Linked DNA regions of Anser cygnoides: region 2 is linked to region 1. The links are chromatin contacts, called in public Hi-C maps. All regions are on one chromosome and are shown on one strand. Each heading gives the region's core, a stretch centred on a gene start, on an enhancer-like site or on the middle of the called end of the contact. The rest is flanking DNA. Distances are from core to core; before and after follow the strand shown.

Region 1 (6,979 bases), core at 3,622-6,121:
CATCCAGACCCCTTGCTACTACTTCAGAGTTTCCAAAAACCCAGGTATTGCCAAGCCACTGTCTCACAGCTGAGTACATATAGGCGTAACACTCAATTATTTTCAAGCAGTCTTTATGCTTGTATCATTAAATAAAGATCTTAAATCTAATCTCAAAAATATCTCCCCTGAGACATAGTAAAAGCTGAATAGTGACTAGGAACAGAGAAGAATCTTGCTCAACTAATGAACAAGATTTTCAAGAACCACTAGGAAGAAATACTTCGAGTACACGACGCATTTAAGGTATAATACCTATTAGGTCTTCCTGTATTGTAGTTATTGCAGTCCTTTAAGCAAATTAATATACTACCTATTGCCCTCACAGTCAAGAGATGCTATCTCAAAAAAAACTGTTTTATTGGAGGGCAATCGGGACACAGACAGGAGAACACAACACTGCTAACTTTTAAAATGATAATCTAGCACAGGGGTAAGAAGCTTGAACTTTGAGGCACTAAAACATCTGGAAAAAGCGAGTTCTCCTTAATACATATTTGAGGTTAAGGTATAAATATTTCCATGATTATGGTTTACATTATTAAGAAGCAAAGGTAAATTTTAGTTCTAAACAAATTGATTGTGTGCAACTCATCACAAACAAAAATCCGAATTCAACTTTCACTACTGCATGTAGTACTGGATCTCAAAATTATCACTCCCATTCTGGGATAAGCAAAGCATATAATTGGACATCCAAAGGGAAATATTCATGAAAACAAAAACTAGCATTTTGACTGTAACACTTCTCAACTCTGAGAACTTCCATGCATTATCTGAAGTTATTTGAGACCATATGTACCTACAGTTTGACCACAACACTCAACCTTGTCATGACAAAGTTCTAAGAAGGAACGTTAGCGGTGGATACAGGGAAGAGGCACTGAAGTGTAACTGTTCACATCGTTATACTCTGTTTAAGTTATTCCCCCTCCTCCCCGTTCTCATCTCCTTTTTTACTACAGTTTTTCCCCTGCCACGTTAATTCCTTTTCATCTAACACACGCTATGGTATTCTCACTCTGCTTTTGCCTATTTTCAACTCTTCGTCTGCTCCCTTGTTCCCAAATTATAATTACCTGACCCAATCTAGTGTTCATCTTGGTTCAGAAGTGAGAAGAATGTGGATGTCCATCCTCAGCCTTGGTATGTAGCTGGCTACTGTCAATGATGTGCAGGTGAGCTGCCAATAAGCTTGCCACTCCAAACAATGCCAACATGGTTCTTGACTATAAACTGGGGAAAAGAAAGGCTAATTTGGAGAGGCGCTAATTAGGAGAATCAATTACAGGCAGGGGAAATACACAACCAACTAACAAGAAAACACTGAAGCATATAAATAGTCACATATGGGCAGTTTCACCTAAACTGGTGAATTGCTGTCTGTCTGCAAATCATGTAAATTCTGCTGAGGTTTTATATAAACTGATAAAATTGTAGAAAACCCTTTCTGTAATCCTAGCAACAAGAAGTGTAAGGACACTACAAAGATGCATTTTGATTTCCACCGACTCCTAAAATTTGATATCACATTTATTATTGCTAACATAATATTTGATCAAAGCAGACTGTCAGATAGAATTCTGCATGGAGGACAGCAGAAGAAAGTTATTATATAATTATGGAAGGAAAGGAAGAACACTAAGGAAGAAAACCTCTCAAAAATTAAGAGCAAACAACAAGGACAGTGCAGTCCCATTTATATCCATCCTTTCATTAAATGGACAGTTAAAAAGGTAAATCCTCAAACAGGCCACTTCTTTTAAAACCCCACCACAACTAACGATAGTGAACAAGCTCTCCAAGGCCCTGTACTCATCTCTACATATTACAGAGGGAGCATAAGAAGAAAGCATTAAGTACGGAAGTCTATGAAGACCTTCACACCCTCTTGAGGTTCGCAGGAACTACTGTATAAGATGATAGTTTAAAATCACATGACTCCCCTGTACTGCTTTCACCAATGTCTAAATATCATCACTACAGAGTCTGAGTCCACAGCATTCCTCCTGATGCATGAGCTATCCTGCTAAGGAATGCGTACAGGGACATCAACTCAAAAAACAAAACAAAACACACACTCCATCACTAGTCTTCTGAAAAATTACCTCTCTGAACAAATTTCTTCTTATTATTTTAATTTTGGCCTTCTTCTCTATCACCTGTTATACCTGCGAACAGCCTCCTACTCCTCCAATACCAAATTTATTCCCCTTGATACTACAACATAAGAACTACTCTCATAAAGCTTTCCTATCCTAAGGACTTCATTCTATCATCTCATCAATCTTTTGGGGTCGAATTATAAGTATTTTTTGAAAAGGACCCCTTCTTGTTTTGCAATACACGCAGCTCACTAGCTCTTCTCTGACTGATATTCCTTTTACCTGTAAATGCTAATAATTTTATTATGCTTTACATTCAAGTCGCCTATTTTAAATATTTAAAAGTTATTCTAAGACTACAGGAAGTTGTATCCACGATGGTTATGTAGAACACAAGAACTTCCAGGTCTCAAAGCAGTACTTGGTCATGACCTGATTTACAATCCATGCCACGTAACTGTACAAACACATCCCTATTACTCAGGCAGCTATTTGTGCAAATCTGTATTTTGTTAAATCCTGCATATGTCTCGCTTCAGAATTAATCTATCTTCCAAAAACATTGCCTAAGTTTTCAATGCTATATATAGAAATATTTCCTAAAAACCTCAACACATCTGCCAACAAAACATCGTTCAGTTTAGAAAAGCATCATCTAGGCTTTGACTTCTACATTAAGGCAACAGAGTAAGCCCCCGTATAACAGCGACATCTAAGTAGTGTATTGGCAACAGCCCGCCAGCAGTTATTTATTTTCCAAGTTCTCTACGTGCTTCAGAGCAGAAGTGAGTTAGCACAGGTTCCCGGCGGTGTGCTGCCGAGTTTCCGGCCCCGGTGCCCGCCGCCCCGAGCCCTCCCCCTTCCAGCCCCGGGCGGCAGCGCCTGCCCGGCCCGCGACGGCGGCGCCCGCAGCCCCGGTACCTTCCAAGCCAGGAGCAGCACGTTCATGATGGCCAGCAAGGGGCAGGGGCCGTTCTCGTTCTGGGTGATGACGGGCGTGTTCTCCTCCTTCCAGCGGACCCACTTGATGTGGTACACCGACTGGCCCGGGAAACGCTCCTTGGAGGAGGACAGGAGCTGCGCGCCCGCCGCGGGCCTATCCCCGCCGGGCTCCGGGGCCGGGCCCCCCGGGGCGGCCTCCGCCGCCGCCGCCGCCTCCTCGGCGTCGCTGTTGAGCTCGGAGCTGCTGGGGCAGCCGGAGTGCAGGTTGGAGAAGGACTCCAGCGAGTCCAGGCTGCGGGACTCCTCCCCCGGCGGGCTGGGAGCCCCGCTGCTCCCGGGGCCAGCCCCCGCGGGACCGCTCTCCGAGCCGGCCGCCGCTCCGGGGCTCCCGGGCTCCTCCGGCGCCGCGTCCTCCGCGGCCCGCGGGGGAGACGGCGGCCGGAGGGCCGCGGGGTCCGGCCGAGGGGAAGGGCTGCGCTGCCCGCCGCCCGCCTCAGCCGCCGCGGGCCCGTCCCCGCAGCCGCCGCCCGCCGCCGCCTCTTCCAGGAGGAGCTTGCCGGAGGCGCCCCCGCCGCCCCTCTGCGGCGAGCCCGGAGGCGGCGGGGGCTGCGCCAGGCCCTCCATGCCTGGCTCCTCCACGCTCTATCGGCACCGCAGCGGCCGCTCCTCGGCCAGCAGCGCCCGCGACGCCATGACAGCAGCGGCGGCTCCGCCCCGCCGGGGATGTGGGGGCGGGCGGCGGGCTGGAGCCGCCGGGGGCAGGGGGGAGCCCCGAGGGCGGGGCGGCACCGGAGGGCGGTGGCGGGGCTCGGAGGGCGCGACGGGCGGCGGGGGGGGCTCTGAGGGAAAACGGGCGAGTTGTGAGGGGAAACGGGCGCGGCGCGGCGGCGCCGGGCCCCTGCCGGCCCCCTCCGGCCGATGTCCGAGCGGCCCTGTCCGGCTGCTGTGCCTGAAGTAACGCGGGTGGGGCAGGCACGGGCAGCCCCCGGTGGGTTTTGAGGCGGCAGGCGCGGTGTCTGCGGGACGGGTGTGTGGTCCGGGGCGGGGCGGGGAGAAAGAACGCAGCCCCGTCACCCGGGCTTTGCCCCGATCCACGCGTTCGGTGCCTCTGCCCCTCACCTCTCAGTGACGCGTTTTGAGGGCAGCGTGGGGATGGTGAGGGCTTCCCTTACCGCTTCCGTTCTCAGGGTTCTCCGATTTGGTTCCTCGTAAATTGTTGCATCAACTTCAGCAACCTTATCTGAAGCGCCTTCACTGTCATGGTGCTTTCTGCATACGTGTTTGCACAACTTTTCGGGGGAGTTTGGACACGAAGGTAGGCTCTCCTGTAAAAACAATGGTTTGCCAAAAGCTATTGTTTTCCTAACTTCCTAAAGTAACACGGCGTGGGAGTTGGACTGTTGTAAAAGGGGTGGTGTCCCCCATTTCCTGGAAGAGCAGAGGTCAGAGGAGAGAAACCTCCAGGCTGATTCCCCACACCACTGCAGGATGCTTATTTAATAAAATAAACAAATAAATCATCAAGTTAAGGACTTTTGGAATCAACTAATACTGTTAACGGGGATTTATCTTTACAGGGAGAGGACAACAAAAGAGGGGCACGACAGCGAAGCGGAACTTGTCAGAAAGCCTTACATCTAAAGCGAGTCTCTGGGGGGCGGCGCGGGGCCGTGAGGGCAGGCGGGGGTCCCGCGCTGTGGCCGCGTGCTGCGCTTCCCCACAGACGGGGGCCTCGCGAGAGGCGGGGGTCCTGGGGCAAAGCGCGAAACGCGAGGAACTCGGTGAGCTGGGGCACGGAGCAAAGGGTACGTGACGGCACAGGGGGCAGCTCCCGGCCCCCCCCCAGGGGTCGCAGCCGCCGCGCCTCAGGCGGGGCCTGCCCGGCACAGCCCGCGGCCGCCCCCGCCCTCCTCTCTCCCGCCGGGGGGCGCCCCTGTGCCTGCGAGGCGGGCCGCGCGCTCCCGGCCGCCTGGCCCCGCCCCTCCCGCACGCAGGAGGCGAGGCCGCGGCGCGTTCCTGGGCGAGCCCCGCGGCCCCGCCCCTCCGGCGGCGTCGGGCGGGGGCGGGCGGAGGGAGCGGAGCGGGGCGGGGGCAGCCGGGCAGGGCCGGGCCGAGCCGAGCCGAGCCGAACCGAGCCGCCGCTGCCAGGCGATCCGTGGGTGGCAGCGGCCCTGCAGAGCGGCGGGGGACAAAGCGGAGGGAGGCGCGGCGCTCGCCCCTCCCCATCCCGGCGCCGACCGGGGCGGATGCGCCGTGGGTAGGCGGCGGCGGCGGCGGCGGGGCCTGGGCCCGGCGAAGATGGACCTGGCGGGGACGCTGCTCCTGCTGTGCTCCTGTGCGGCGGGCGCCGGAGGTGAGGAGCGGACGGGGCCCGGCCCGGGGCCACGGCTCTCCCCGGTCCCCCTTCCCTTCCTTTCCCCTCCCCGGGGCGCCGCGCCTCGGCGCCAGGCCTCGGCCGGGCCGCTCCCCGGGGCTCGCCTCCCCCCGCTCGCTCCCGGCCCGGGGCCGCGCCCGGGCCCTCTCCCCGCAGCGCCCGGCCCGGGACTTTCCCCGCCGCGGAGCGCTTCTCCTCCGCCCCGGCCCCGCCGGCTGCCGTTCCTCGGGACTTTCCTCGGCGTCCCGGCAGCCGCCTCTCTCCCTTCCTCGCCCGAAACCTCCCCGAGAGCTTCCCGGAGCCTCCCCGAGAGCTGCCCTTCCCTGTGCCCGGCACCAGGAAGCGCCGCGGGCCGGGACGTTCGGTTCCAGGAAACGCAGCGCGAGCGCCGGGGGGGGGGGGGGGGGGGGCTAAAGCGGCTTGGTGGGGGTTCCGCCCGCTCCCTAGGCCGGGGGCAAACACCCTGCTGCTTCTCCTCGCGGCGGGGGGGAGGCAGCTGTGAGGGCTTCCCGGCCCGGCTGGCGGCGTTCAACCAGCCGGGGCAGGCAGGAAAACAGTTTCGCGCTTTCGCAGGGGCGAGCGCTGGAGGTGGACTTGTGACGCCGCTCCTAGGGAGGGGTGCGTGGAGCACTCGATGAAGGGCTTGCTTCTTGTTTCGTTTTGGCACTTACCTCGGCCCCGCATCTGTGTACGCCGATACGTAGGCTTATTAACAAGGGATCTAGCCCCAAACCCGGCCTTTTATGCGTTATCAAAAAGTAACATCCAAGCAGGAGAGAACTCGAGCGGGTCGTGCTTGTGGCCGAGCTGTGAGGTAACTGTGATAAAAAACAAAGTGATGCACATGGCCAGAACTCACCCCGTTGTGTGTGATTACAAGACACGCACACAAGATTTTGCTCGTGACTTTGACCTCATGAATTCCAGTCAGTTATTAGGGTACCGCAGACTAAAACTATTGACATACTTTTCAAAGCCTTCTTGTTTTCTAAACTAAACTGTGCTGGCATGGAATTAATTCAAAGGGATTCATTAACCAGTTGTGAGAGTTGTTTTCACGGTTTAATTTCAAGCAGGCAAGTACGCTTTCAAGCTCAAATCATGATAACATATATATACTCTGGGTACATAGAAACAAGTTCATTAAATGTATTTTGGAAATTCATGTTTAATTTTTTCTTTGAGAGAAAAATGGACACCTTCAATGTTATCGGCAGTAGGAAGTGCTCCTCACTTTGGGTAACAGAAGCACGTGACTTACAGTGCTTAGCAATATAGATCAATCTTTAAACAAAGCTTAACAGTGCTTGATAGGAACCTGGGAACGCTGGCTGATACGCATGTCAGTAATAACCTATGAAGCTTTTTCCTCTTTTTGAAAGTCTAAACATAATTATGAAAAAAATATTTTAGCTTTTGAATTACTTTTTAATAATAGAATTATCTATTAACTTCTACTTACATTTCTAGAATTTCTTACCTACTGTAAATGTTTTTGCTGAACTATAAAGTTCTTTAT
Region 2 (6,814 bases), core at 2,529-5,028, 200 kb after region 1:
TCCTGAAGAGCATTTGCTGCCATCATAGTCAGTAATGAAAATAGCAGGCAATTAAAATAGGACACCTGAGGCTGAAGCTTTTACTGTATATATCAGAACATGAAGTTCAGATTTCAAAAGTGCAAATCTGAGCTGAAAAATAAGTTAGTGGAAGTTTCTTTTTGGCCCCTATTTTCCCCCCAGAATTGATTTCTAAAGCACATAGGAAACGGGAGGGACATTTACGGATGCATAAGGCAAAGGGTGAAGAGGAGTAGGCTCTCTCAATCAATACTGAATTTGTATGAGGAGCCAGAGATAACACTGCTAAACACCAGAAAGACAGCTGAGAGAACTATGTATAAAATAGAACTTAGGGGTCAGATCAGAATCACTGGGGGACAGGTTTTGAAGTTGATCTTGAAATGAGTCACTGGAAGTGTCTGACAAAACGATGTGATTCAGTTCCTTTGTGTGTGTCAGTGCTTAGAAAGAGTCTGGAGCTCACTAAGGAGCATAAGAAATATTAATGGAGCAAGGAATCGAAGTAGTGAGAGAGAATACCTCTGTAATTTTTGGGTCACTGTATCCACTGTCCATTTCAGTGGTGTTTTTTCTTCCACAAATTAGATCATTTTACCTCTGTATTCATTGTTATTACTGAGTTATTGTCCTAATGTCCAAGGCAATAGTGGTAGCAATCCCTCCTACAAGGAAATTGCATTAAATATTAATAATTAACTATTAACTTGCATGATCTGAAGCCATATCTCAGTTTGCTATCATATAGAAGCTAGGGTAGTGCTGAAGGGCTGAACCAGCTCACCAAGCTGGATTCACCAGTGTGTCCCACATTGTGTCACAGACCTCGCTCCGAATGCTGTTTGGCAAAGCTGCTGTTGCACTTGATGAGAACCCAGTTGCGGTCTTGGCTCTAAGGCCTACATCGTTTGTCTTTCCAGGTGGAGGAAGAGAAAACCCAGTTGGACACCCACTGTCAGGAAGAGCGAAGGCAGGTGTCTGCCACGTTCTGCTGGCTGTAGACCAGAAGCTGCAGCACGGTAAGTGCGGTGCCATTCGCCACTCGGGGAACGCTGGCGGGGTTTAGGTGGCAGTCTGCAGGTGAGTCAGCTGTGAGATCTTTTGCAGTCTGAATTGCTTTTAGACGTAAGAGAAGCATGGTTTGTACAACAAAGAGTCACTGGAGGCTCAGGACGCTGAGAAACAGAGTCACAGGAGGTTGGTGACAATTAGGAGCTTACGCTGCTCCTAATTATGTGGGTTTGAACTGCATCTCCAGATGCACTAGAATCCCGTCTCACCAAAATCTCCTGCAAACTTCATTGACTCAATTTAAGAATGAAACTGTTGTACAGTTCTCTCATTCCTCAAACCTGTTTAATGCAGTCTGTTTTTGAAGGAACACATCTCCACTCTGATTTATTTTAAAACAGCTTTTAGAATGTGTCATCCTTGTGATGAAGTGTTAGGTCTTGTTGCCAGGGTGCCATTAAAAACTGAATTTCTGACGTTTAAAAGTCTCACTTATCCCAAGTGTCACAATTTGACAGCTCTGCGTGTCACATTACAGCACAGTATTTTGGATCCATTTCCTCTGTCGGGGGGGGGGGGGGGGGGGGGGAAGAAGTATGAAAAATGTATGAAAAATGACAGAAAGCAAAATCTGCAGTTTCCTTCTTCATTATTGAGCTGGAGATTTACAGAAGTACACGTTAACACAGAAATGCCTTAAATGGCACTCTGGATCCTGTGTACATGCCTGTGCAGAAGCAATCTTTGTCCCGTGCTCCTGTACAAACACTAAGGGTGCACTGACTGCCTTTCTAATCATCTGTGAGCCAGTAAAACAAGGAGCAAGGAATATCCATGGAGTCAACGTAACGGATATTGTAACAAAATCAAAACATGGCCAGATCCTCGTTTATTCTGGACTAAGTCAATAAAAAGGTCATGTGGCATATTTCTTGCTGCTTTGTTTGTGCCAGCTTTGGACAGTTGTATGCTTTGGTGTCCTTTCTCTGTTTATCTACCTGCAATGTTATAACTGCAAACATACTGTCTGCAAACACGGTATCTGATCGGTTTCAAAATGTTGGGAGTGTTTGCATCAGGAAAGAGAACTTACTGATTTTGCCTGAAGTGACAAAAATCGTGGGCACGTATTTTCTGCCTAGAAGTTCTGACCAGAGAGAGTGTAGGGCTTTGGCCACACATTTCCGACTTCCCTCAGCCCACTGCCACGTGCTGTTTCACCCAGCTAGCCGGGACAGATGGCCAGGGCACACGTGCTGCTCGGGGTGCGCGTGACGAGCCTGACATGGGGAGCCGGACATGGGGAGCACGGCACCGGGCTCCATTTGGCTGCGGGCTTCTCAGAAACCCACTGTGTGACATGCCCGGCCTCGGGCAGCATGTGGCCTCCCGCAGAAAGGAACAGGTGGCTGTTGCTCGAACAAATTGTTCCAGCCTCTAGTCCTCTTCCTTCTGCACAGAACTTTAAGGAAAGGAGAAAGCTGCGGCTGGGCTGCGGGCCTTGCCCTGCTGCCTGCTCTCCTTCCTGAGCGCAGCGCGGGCACAGACGGGGTCGGCAGCCCCTCGCTCTGGGGCCACACGGGGGTCCGGGCCTGCAGCAGCCCGCGCACCCGCAGCGTCCGGGCCTCTGGAAAACGGGCAACGTGCACCGGGCGGGCCGGGGCGGCGCCGCGCAGCGCACAGCAGGAGGGAAGCGTGTCCCGGGGCGAGGGGAGGCTGCCCCCGCGGCGGCGGCCATGTCGCGGCGGGCAGGGCCGCCGACGCGCGCAGGGTCCGGGCGCGGCGGGGCGCGAGGCGGCGTCGGGCGCGAGGCGGCGCCGCGCGGGCGGCGGGGGCCCCCTGCCGTAGCGGCGGGCGGCGGGGGGCGCGCGGCCGGCAGGGGGCAGCAGGCGGACGAGGACCGCGAGCGGGACCGGGCCGGGGCCGGCGCGGCGGCAGGTAGGGCGGCGGCGGGCGGGGGCGTCTGCCGCAGGGCCGCGGGCGGGAAGCGGCGAGGAGAGGCGCCGGGCCGGGCCCTCCCCTCACGGCCGACGCGGAGGGGCCGCGTCCCGCGGGGAGAGCGGCGGGAGGACGGGGGCGGCCGGGCGGGGGCCGGGAGCGATGACCCGGGGGGGCCGGCTCGGCCCCGCCAGCCCGGGGGCAGCGCCCTCCGCCGTGAGGGGCCGCCCGCTGCCCGCCGCCCGAGAGGCTCTGCGCCTGAGGGGGCACCGCAGCGCGAGCGCGGGGGACCGGCCGCCGGCGCTGCGCGGTGCCGTGCCCGTGGGTTGCCCCGGGCGGGGCTGCGCGGGGCCGGGGCTGGCGTCTCCCGGCGCGGAGCGGAGAGCGGGGACACCGCGGCTGTGGTGCTCCCCCCGCGGCGTTCCCCGGTCCCGCTCCTCTGGACCGTCCCCACGAGCATCGGCGGGGAAGTCCCCGGCGGCCGGTGCGGGATGGGGCGGTGCGGGATGGTGCGGGGATGGTGCGGGGCCGGCGGGAGCCCAGCACCCGGCGGAGGCCTGCGGGGAGCCGCGGCTGCGCCGCGCGTGTGAGCGGGGCTGTGCCGCTCTCGCCCTAGGTAGGACGGACCTGCCCCCCTGCCTCTGCCCCCATGTCCAATAAGAAGAGCCCCGGCTTGACACCTGCCTATATACAGGGGACGAGAGCAACATCTTCAGCGCCGGGCTTTCGAGGCGGGGGGGGGGGGGGAACCCAAAGCACAACACAACATCAGGTCAGAGCGGGGGGCTCGGCTGTACTATAACCCCCCCCCCCCCCCCCCCCCCCCCCCAAGACTATGACTTCCAGTAAAATTGAGATGCCAGGGGAGGTGAAGGCAGATCCTGCAGCTCTGATGGCATCTCTGCATCTGCTGCCTTCTCCCACTCTCAACCTTGAAATCAAATACACCAAGGTAAGTTGTGTTCATTTGTTCTGGCAGGGAGATTCATGGCTTTCCCTCCAAAGAAGGGATTTTGCTTAAAATCAGTTTCAGTCTGCCCTAACCAAGTTCAGCTCTGAGATCAAAAAACAAACAAACAAACAAAAAGGCAAGGAAACAAAACAAAACAAATATATGTATATATGTATAAAGACTGCCTTGAATCTGTAATATGGGAAACAGATTTTTAGCCCTGTAATCATCTGAAAAAACACAGGATAATAGAAAATCAAATGAGATCTGTTGGGACTGGCTTTGCCACTTCCCTTTAAATGTAGCATTTTCTACAGAGCTGTTGGGCTTTATTCACAGTGCAAAATCACTAGCCCTCTAATGTTTTGGTTGCTTTTGATGTAATTCAGAGGAAGTTACTATACGTACCCATATTTCTCAATCAGAAAATAAAAATGTTTTCTTTCTTGAATTAGCCTGTGTACCCAAGGGACTCTTTTACAATTCCTGGAGGACTCTTAACACTGCCAGGTTGTTACAGCACTGGAACAGGTCTCTTTACTAACTTCCTGAATACACCCTTGAACAGTATTGCGAGAGGGGATATTTTTTCCTACTAACGTTTCAGACTAATTTTCATAAAGAGGGGGGTTAACAATCAACCCATCGGGTCAATGTAGAAAAATCTGCTGCTTTTCTTTGCTATATTATGGGACTACATCGTTTTTGTAGATTAAAATGGACTTTAACAATGGTCATTTGTTTGTCAATGCAATTTGAATTTATAAATTTGTTATGTTTTGAATCTTTGCATCTTCAGTACCTTTAATTAAAGAATACTTTCATTCCTACTGGAGAAGTTTCAAATGTGTGAACAGGTTACAGTGTGTCAGACTTTGTTTCTAATTGCTGAGAAACTTAAGAAAATAAAGCACATCAGCCCTGGAAAAAGGTGACAACATTTTTATCTACTGGAAATACAACTTCAGGAGCTTTAAAACTGGTAGGAAACTCATTTTGGCCAATGTAGTGTATTTTTTGTCTTCCATATCATCACTTTGAAAGCTTTTCATCTTTTCTCTTTTTTTAAGTGGGTGCCAAAATTGTCTTCTAATTTGTTACAGCTATTCCATGTTCTAGAAGAATGTTTCAGAGGAAAATCAACTCTTTTAGATTCTGTTACATTTTAATGAGAATTGCAATATGCAAATTTAAAGATGCAGGTTTTCTTGCATGTAATTTATTTGAAAATAGTTTAAATAAATTAGGAATGTAGTTATTTGAGGTTGTGTGGTGTTACTCTTTGGGAGCGATGATACTATGCAAACAGTACGTGGCATTAATTTTATTTATTGCTGGTTTCAGTTTAAAATAAGCCTCAGTGGGTAATATCTGCTAGTAGTATCACAGTCGGTTTACACAGAAAGAATACTTGCATTTCTTCATTTTAAAACTAGAGAATTCGTTCAAAAATCTTTCAAAAATAGAGCAGTCATTAACAGCCATATCTTCTTTATGAGGAAGTAAGCTGGACAGTAACCTTTAATGATTCATAGTATATACTGCCATCATCTCAGAAATATGTAAGATGTTACACATCTTATCCTACTGGAACAAGTAAAAAAAAAGTTATTTGTTTTCAATATTAAACCAAAAACAGCAGCAACACATTTCTTCTAGACTTAGTTTTGAGGTATCAGGTAATTCCTTACTGCTTATGAGAGAAATTGTGTTTAGGACAAGTATTGAATATTTCACTTGGTATATCCTCTGTCTCTGTTTTTCTGTCTCTTTCTTCCCTCCTTTTTCTCCGCAGGAAATACAAGTGATTTATAGATAATAGGAGTCTTCAGTTTGGAGTCTTGTCTTGGGCAGGACTTTTATCCAGGATCCCCTTTCCCACCTATTACAAAGAAAAACAATCAAAAATGAAATAATGGATTGTAACTTGATTCTTTCATTTGGGGGATTGTAACTTGATTCTTTCATTTGGGGGAGTGGTCACTTCATGTCTTAAATGCCAAACAACTGCCATAAACAATAAATAACATTAGACTAAATAAATTTACCAAAAACAAAACCAAAAAAACCTCAAACCTTTTAAAATCAGACATCTGTAAGCATTCCTAGCGGCCTCTCTCCTGCTTGTTAGCTGAGAATTTTAAATACACATCCAGGACCCAGAATTCTTGAACTCTTTATTACAGCTGTCTTTGAATGTAAAATCTTAACCGTTTGGGATTTAATTCCTTAAAAAAAATAGAGGTACCTGTGGACACTTAAACAATGTAAAGTAATTTTAAAATATGCTTTGCTAATTAAATTCGATTTTTGGAATTCTAAAATTGGAAAATAGTTAAGACAATTTTGTTAGGACAGAACATATTAAAGTTCCAGGAATCCCTAAACAAGATTTGTTAAGATATGTAATGTATAGTGGAAAAAATAAGATTACTCATTAACCTTTAAAATATTGCAGTATCCTTGCAAAGACTATGACAATTTATTTCAAGAACACAGATAGAATACTTCCCATGTATTTGCAGTTTTCATGTATTTGATTATTTAGCAGAATTAATAGAACTTCTGTGACATTCCTCTGGGCTCTCTGAAATGAGCAGAAAACTGTGTTAAGTCCTTCTGATCTGTTATACCTGATGTAGAACACCAAGGCAATGTGGTTTTCATTGGTCAGAAAAAATGTATCCAATTAGTGATGGAAATTACATGATGCCTGTTTTTATATTAATATGTGCAGCACGTTGTTGTGACTTCAATATTGGGAGTCAGTCTGTGCTTCTTTAAAAAATGAGACGTTGGAAATATTTTTCCCACCTTTTAATACTTTGATATGGTCTATGATAAATAATGCATTTTAGATGTGCATAATAATAATTGGCAAATAGGATGTGC

What was found. A called contact is a pair of places that touch in the nucleus more often than the background predicts.
Region 2: a contact with region 1 is called in a Hi-C map of liver, with 9 times the contacts expected there. The contact joins the promoter of ALDH1A2 here to the promoter of ADAM10 in region 1. A contact is called at or near these places in 2 of 7 Hi-C or Micro-C datasets (both in liver).

Annotation. Positions count from the first base shown.
Region 1 is chr11:17,978,771-17,985,749 of Taihu_goose_T2T_genome, forward strand. It overlaps ADAM10 (ADAM metallopeptidase domain 10), which reads left to right and starts at 4,872. Exons shown (of 16, transcript XM_048060295.2): 1 at 4,872-5,439. The coding sequence starts at 5,385. It overlaps MINDY2 (MINDY lysine 48 deubiquitinase 2), which reads right to left and starts at 3,807. Exons shown (of 9, transcript XM_048060276.2): 1 at 3,066-3,807. The coding sequence starts at 3,710. It overlaps LOC125182359 (a long non-coding RNA gene), which reads left to right and starts at 5,870. Exons shown (of 2, transcript XR_007161925.2): 1 at 5,870-6,274.
Region 2 is chr11:18,175,906-18,182,719 of Taihu_goose_T2T_genome, forward strand. It overlaps ALDH1A2 (aldehyde dehydrogenase 1 family member A2), which reads left to right and starts at 3,779. Exons shown (of 13, transcript XM_013177370.3): 1 at 3,779-3,922. The coding sequence starts at 3,806. It overlaps LOC136791726 (a long non-coding RNA gene), which reads left to right. Exons shown (of 11, transcript XR_010834331.1): 11 at 942-1,613.